2 separate regions of the Mus musculus genome follow, and region 2 is linked to region 1. The links are chromatin contacts, called in public Hi-C maps. All regions are on one chromosome and are shown on one strand. Each heading gives the region's core, a stretch centred on a gene start, on an enhancer-like site or on the middle of the called end of the contact. The rest is flanking DNA. Distances are from core to core; before and after follow the strand shown. Region 1 has its middle 31 kb from the start of D630013N20Rik. Region 2 has its middle 17 kb from the start of 1700113B09Rik.

Region 1 (2,700 bases), core at 111-2,610:
TTACTGTGGGTGTGGGCTTTAAGACACTCATCCTAGCTGTCTTGAAGTCAATCTTCTACTAGTGGTCTTCAGATGAAAATGTAGAACTCTCAGCTCTGCCTGCACCATGCCTACTTGGATGCTGCCATGCTTCCTGCCTTGAATATAATGAACTGAACCTCTGAACCTGTAAACCAACCTCAATTAAATGTTGTCCTTTATAAGACTTGCTTTGGTCATGGTGTCTGTTCACAGCAGTAAAACCCTAACTAGGACAGACATCAAATCTTCTTCAAGCCCAGCACTTACCTTGAACCTGAAATAGTTTGTTCACAGAGTAAGGGATGGGGATCAAATCTCAGAGCTTTCTTCAGGCCTGCTGTTTCTGTTGCTTCTTTCTTTAAAGTATCATATTCACATATGCAGCCCACGGAGTAACAGTGGACCTTAGGATTTGAATCCTCTGCCTCATTTTCTGTATTATTCGTTTATGAGTGTTTTGTGCAACATATTTTGATAATATTTATGTCCTCTCCTCCAACTCTTCCCAGATCTACCCCTTTCCATAACTACCATACTTGTATCTTTTTTTAAAAAAGTCCTTTAATATCAAATTGTGCTGCCCAAATATTCTTGGATGTGTGGTCTTCCACTGGAATCTAGCCATCCTACCAGGGGCTGTACTCTTAGAGGAAACTATCTCTTCCTCTACCAGTGTCTAACAGTTGCCAATAGCTCCGTGGCCAGGGGTAAGATTATTCCCTGCTTTATTCTGGGATTTCATATGGCTTGGGTTTGCACAGGTTATGAGCACTCTGTTAGAACCCTGGCATCCAGTGGGCTGGTCTTTGTTCTGCTGTAATCAACAAACAAACAAAATAAGTAAATAATAACTTCTCTGACATGTGCAGGAAAAAACTCACATTGTTTAAAAGTGTGTCAGGGGAGGTGATTCTTTTTTTTTCCCCCCAACTTACTGTCATATGGTACTAAAATTAGTATCTGCACTTATGCTATGAAACACTGTAACTTGATGTAACTCACAAATTAAATTCAGGATGACAGACTGAAATTCCTAGTGGGTCAATTAAGTCTTCTAAACAAACGGAGCTGGATGGGATTCTGGTAGACAGGCAATCGTGCCAGAGAGTCTAACTAGAATATCTGATATGATTCACATACATACAACCTGGTACAAAACTGTAAAACATGAAGGAGCACTGAAGCTCCCAAGGGCTGGGCTAGCATCCCTAAAAGTCCCTGGGAAGAGGGGAGTGACCCAGACAGGCAGGGCGGTTTTATTCTTTAAACCCCCCTCTGTGTAGCAGAGACATCAGGGCTCCAGGGCTGGCCCTCATTAGGAAAGTGTAAAGAACTGGGCCAGTCCCTTGCTGAAACACAAAGGCCCTTTGCCTCTTTTGTTGTCTCAGATGCTTCAATGGACTTCAGAGTTTCAAAGGTTTATTTCCAACCAGGCTAGGATGGATCAGTGCCCAGGGTACTGTGCTAGGAAACAGTGTGTCTGTCCACCCAGTAAGCCCGAGCTGGCAAGATCCCCTTCTGAAGGTTAGAACACAGTGGTTTATGACTTAAGCCATCACGGGAAAGGCAGAGAGCTGGGTGATGAAATTCCACTTTACCCTTCACTTTCAAATCACTATTTATTACTTGGCAACCTTTGAAAGAACATAAACAACTGTTCTTAAAGACTTACCGGACCCTGGCTCTTAAACATCGCACATTCAGGGCAGACAGCATCCTTTGAAAACTAAAAAAGAGCCAGGCCATCTTAGCTTGTCGTTAAAGGAGGCGGTGATGGACAGATACATAAAAGCCAAGTTAAGTGAAAGGAAAAGAAAAAAAGGAGACATTAGGAAGGGGCACCGCAACTCAGAAGCAAAGTCGCAGAAGGACTGGCAAGAGTGAAGAGCAGTGGTATTTCCCTCAGCTTGAGCCAAGTGAGGAGGAAGAGGTAGATGACCAGCATACTGAGAACCCACTAGTCAGGATTGCTACCTCAATCCCCCCTCTGATACCAGGCAGATAGCAATCGCTTTAAAAGGACGATTCCAAAGAGGCAACTTGGTGTCAAATGTAACTCATTCATCCCCCTTGTTGTATTTTATAAAAAGATAAAGAAAGAAGGAATAGTTTGGTGGAGGTGTGAGGTGTGGGGGAAGGGGGCGCCTCTGAGGGCCCATGCGGAGGCATCCCTTCCCCCTGAGAGACCAGCCACATGATGGTATAGTATCGAATAGAGTTTATTCAGGGCATGGAAAGGAGTTGAGAGAGTAGAAGAGACAGAGAAAGGCCAAGGGGGGGAGAGAGGGGGGGAAGGAGAGGAGAGGAGGCAGGCCATGGGGGGGGGGGTGAATGGGGAGAGAAGGGGAAGGGGCAAAAGGACAGAAGAGAGCAAGAAGGCAAGAGAGAGCAGAGGGAGAGCAGCTCCTTTTATAGTGAGTTAGGCACACCTGGCTATTGCCAGGTAACTGTGGGGCAGAGCCTAGACAAGGCGCTAACACCCCTTGCTTTGCTCCCATTACCCAGGCCTCATTCACACAAATCAACCTTTCACATTTTATTAATTATGTTAACTCCACATATCTGCTATCTCTTTCACCGATGACCAAGCCATTGAGAAGACACAGGTGTTGGAACAGTGACTGGAATGCACTTGGCTAGATAGCAGTCGTGAAGCTGGAGTGTCACATAGCCAGCTGG
Region 2 (2,934 bases), core at 293-2,792, 530 kb after region 1:
TGAGCCTGGATCCCCACATGCTATACAGAGAGAGAATGCTGCAAGTTGTTACAAGTTGTCCTATGACCTACACACACACACACACACACACACACAGCCCGTACCTCTTTGTTTTTCCCACTATTCTGGCATCCAGCAAGCCCCCAGCTTTCCTCCTATCTCTGTCCCCCAGTGCTGGGCTTATAAGCACACACAGCTATTCTCAGTCGCTTCATGTGTGTGCTGAGTCCTTCTGCAAGCGTAAATTCTCTTACCCACTGAGCTATCTATGCAGCTCCAGGTTCTATATTTCTAATGCTGGTCTGAGAACCACAGCAGGGAACCCAGGCCAGCTGGGCTTCACACACAGGAAGCCCTGGGAGGTAGATGAGGATATCAGCAGCTCCCCTCAAACCTGTCTGGCTCGCTGTGGACCCCAGGCAAGCCATGCTAGACTGTGAGCAGGCTCAGCTCCTGATAACCCACTCTAGGCTGTCTCCATGTCTAAGTCGGTGCTTGTTAGAAGAGCTGGGGCTATAAGCTTGACCTTCAGCGTTGGCCCTGTCACCCACCATATCCCTGTGCCATTAGCGGGAGGGGGAGGGAGGCAGTCACTCCCTGTGGAAGCAGGGACAAGTCACAGTGGTCATGAAGGAAGTGTGGCTTCACGGTGGGACGCCCTCTGAGTCACCTAATGGGACTCAGTCAGAGACCCAGATGACAGTGCTGGATTCAGGTTATAGCTGTTGCTCACCTTCAGCCGCTGTATCACTCGGGGTCAGTGTCAGAGATAAAACCCACTTTAATTAAATAGGAAGAGACTGAAGGAATGCAGGAGACTGGCTCCAGACAAAATAGGAAGGCCAGAAAAGCGCACATGCTCGTGTGTGTGTGTGTGTGTGTGTGTGTGTGTGTGTGTGTGTGAGTGTGTGTGAGAGAGAGAGTGTGTGTGTGTGCGTGTGCATGCGCGCGCTCAGGAAGCAGAGAGAAGCGCTAGGAACTGGCCTCTGCGGTGCAGACAGCCAGCCCTGCTATAACCAAGATGGTGGAGTCAGAAAACTGTTCCTGGGACTGACAGCGGTCAGGGAGCGAGGCTGCCTTCAAAGCTGTCTCCTTCGAAGCCACACTGCTGCTACGAAAAACCCTTGCCTGCCCACACGCGGTGCCTCGTCACCCTTGAAGCCAGCAACTAAGTAGCTAGGGAAAGCATACTTCCTCCACACGTAGACCGCTGTGCCTTCCAAATGTTCCGTGGCCTGTCTGAGGAGCCACACTGCAATCACATCTGGGACCTCTGTTTCCCGACCCTTGTAAGTACTGGAGACATGTCAGGAGGCGCAGGAAGAGCTAAGGCACCAGGAACCTCAGCCAGCTCCCTGTATCTTTGGAGGAATTGGGGGTGGGGGTGGGGAGTAGGCTATTACCTGAACAGGAAAAGGTATCTCCTGGCTTAAAAACAGAGGCAACTGAGCAAGAAGAGAGATGTGTATAGCCCCAGGGACTTGAGCTGGTCATCAGCCTGAGCCCTTGGATTTGTCAAATGCTGCCTTCTGCTGCCCTCTAGTGTTTGCGGAACAAACTGCTTCTCCACCTGATACTAAGAACTCCCCCGATGCCAGGAAAAGCCTCCCAGACTAGTCGACAAAATTACAACTCATCTGATCAGTTGACATTCGGGTCACACTTGCCCCAAATGTTACTGTCTTAGCTCTCCTGCTGTAAGATATTTATCCTCTGTAATTAGAGGGGTTCATGATGTCATGGTTCTGGTGGGCTATGGCTTCCCAGGAAGCCGTACTAGAAAGCATCTGATTTGTTGCACATTTGCTTGTCTTGACAAAGCCCTGAGCCCTGCCCCCACCCCACCCGTCATCTCCACGGTTGGAGATTGGAGGGTAAGATCTGTGTTTTTTTTCAGGACTCAGCCAGTAAGAAACAAGTGGCCGTCAACAAGCAGAGTCTTGAAATGACAGACTTGTTACCAACCAACAAACTGAAGTCATTGTGTTGACAGTTTTCAATCTAGAGACTCGATGTACCAATCAGAATTGTGGAGTCTGATCTGCTGAAGTATCCTGCCTGCCTCCCTGGTTAGGTCCCCAGTGTTGCATCTGGGATTCCACAGGATGGAGGGTCTGTCTGTCTGGCCCAGTGGGTAAGACTGGGAGCTGCTACTCCTGGATTAGCCTTCCATCACCGTCTCTCTCTTTCCCTCATCATCATTTGTGTTAAACTAGAGCCTGCTTTTAGATCTTCCTATAAGGAAGACGGCCGAGAGCAGGTCTCTTTGGACAATTTGGTTCTGTCCACAGTAGGGCAGAGGTCAGCAGCACATTTATCAACTCTCCCTTTGCCTACGGCCCCTTCAGCACACAATTCTCTTTAAGTCTCTACCCAGTCGGCTTCCAAATGGGTCTTCAAAACTGCCCTGAGTGTGGCTTCAGTGCCTTTTGTGAGAACTGTCTCTACCCCAACACCACGCTCTCTGAGAACCTCTAAATATTTGCAAACACTTTGACACAGTTTCAAACCACCGCAAGCTGGAGATGTCAACAGAAACCACTTCTTAAATATTCTGCTTAGCCAGCAAAGCCTTTTAGCTTCCAGGTGCCTGGGCTGTCCCCTTCCTGCCTCTCCGAAGCACCAGGCTGTTAGGAGAAAGGCATTTATTTGCAAACAAGGCCAGACAGAGATCAGAGGTCCCCTGCATGGCTTGGGGACACACACCACACTGTCATCACACACATCTGCTGTTTGCTTTCCTCCTGGGGAAGAGATGGGCTCCCCTTGAGGCAGAGATGATGAAAGGCTGCAGGGGGGTAGGGGTGAAGGCATGGGGGGACGGGACAGGGTGACAGCAAGCTTGAAGCTGCATGTGGGGTCAGGGCCTGTGTACTCAGGTCTCTTGGAGGTTGATCTGCTGATCTACTTCAAGGCTTTGGAATCGGAATCCCG

What was found. A called contact is a pair of places that touch in the nucleus more often than the background predicts.
Region 2: a contact with region 1 is called in a Hi-C map of neural stem cells, with 3 times the contacts expected there. The contact joins two enhancer-like sites. A contact is called at or near these places in 2 of 15 datasets of contacts at CTCF or cohesin (both in the NIH/3T3 cell line), 2 of 484 Hi-C or Micro-C datasets (muscle stem cells and neural stem cells) and 2 of 115 datasets of contacts at active chromatin or transcription factors (astrocytes and embryonic stem cells).

The regions. Positions count from the first base shown.
Region 1 is chr10:70,685,306-70,688,005 of GRCm38.p6, forward strand. No RefSeq gene overlaps it. Among named protein-coding and RNA genes, the nearest start is that of D630013N20Rik, 31 kb to the left of the region's middle. Within about 2 kb of position 1,361, at least 47 of the 459 cell types and tissues checked have an H3K27ac peak or open chromatin away from gene starts, as enhancers often do. A contact at or near this core is called in neural stem cells, where this site is marked.
Region 2 is chr10:71,216,904-71,219,837 of GRCm38.p6, forward strand. No RefSeq gene overlaps it. Among named protein-coding and RNA genes, the nearest start is that of 1700113B09Rik, 17 kb to the left of the region's middle. Within about 2 kb of position 1,543, at least 37 of the 459 cell types and tissues checked have an H3K27ac peak or open chromatin away from gene starts, as enhancers often do. A contact at or near this core is called in neural stem cells, where this site is marked.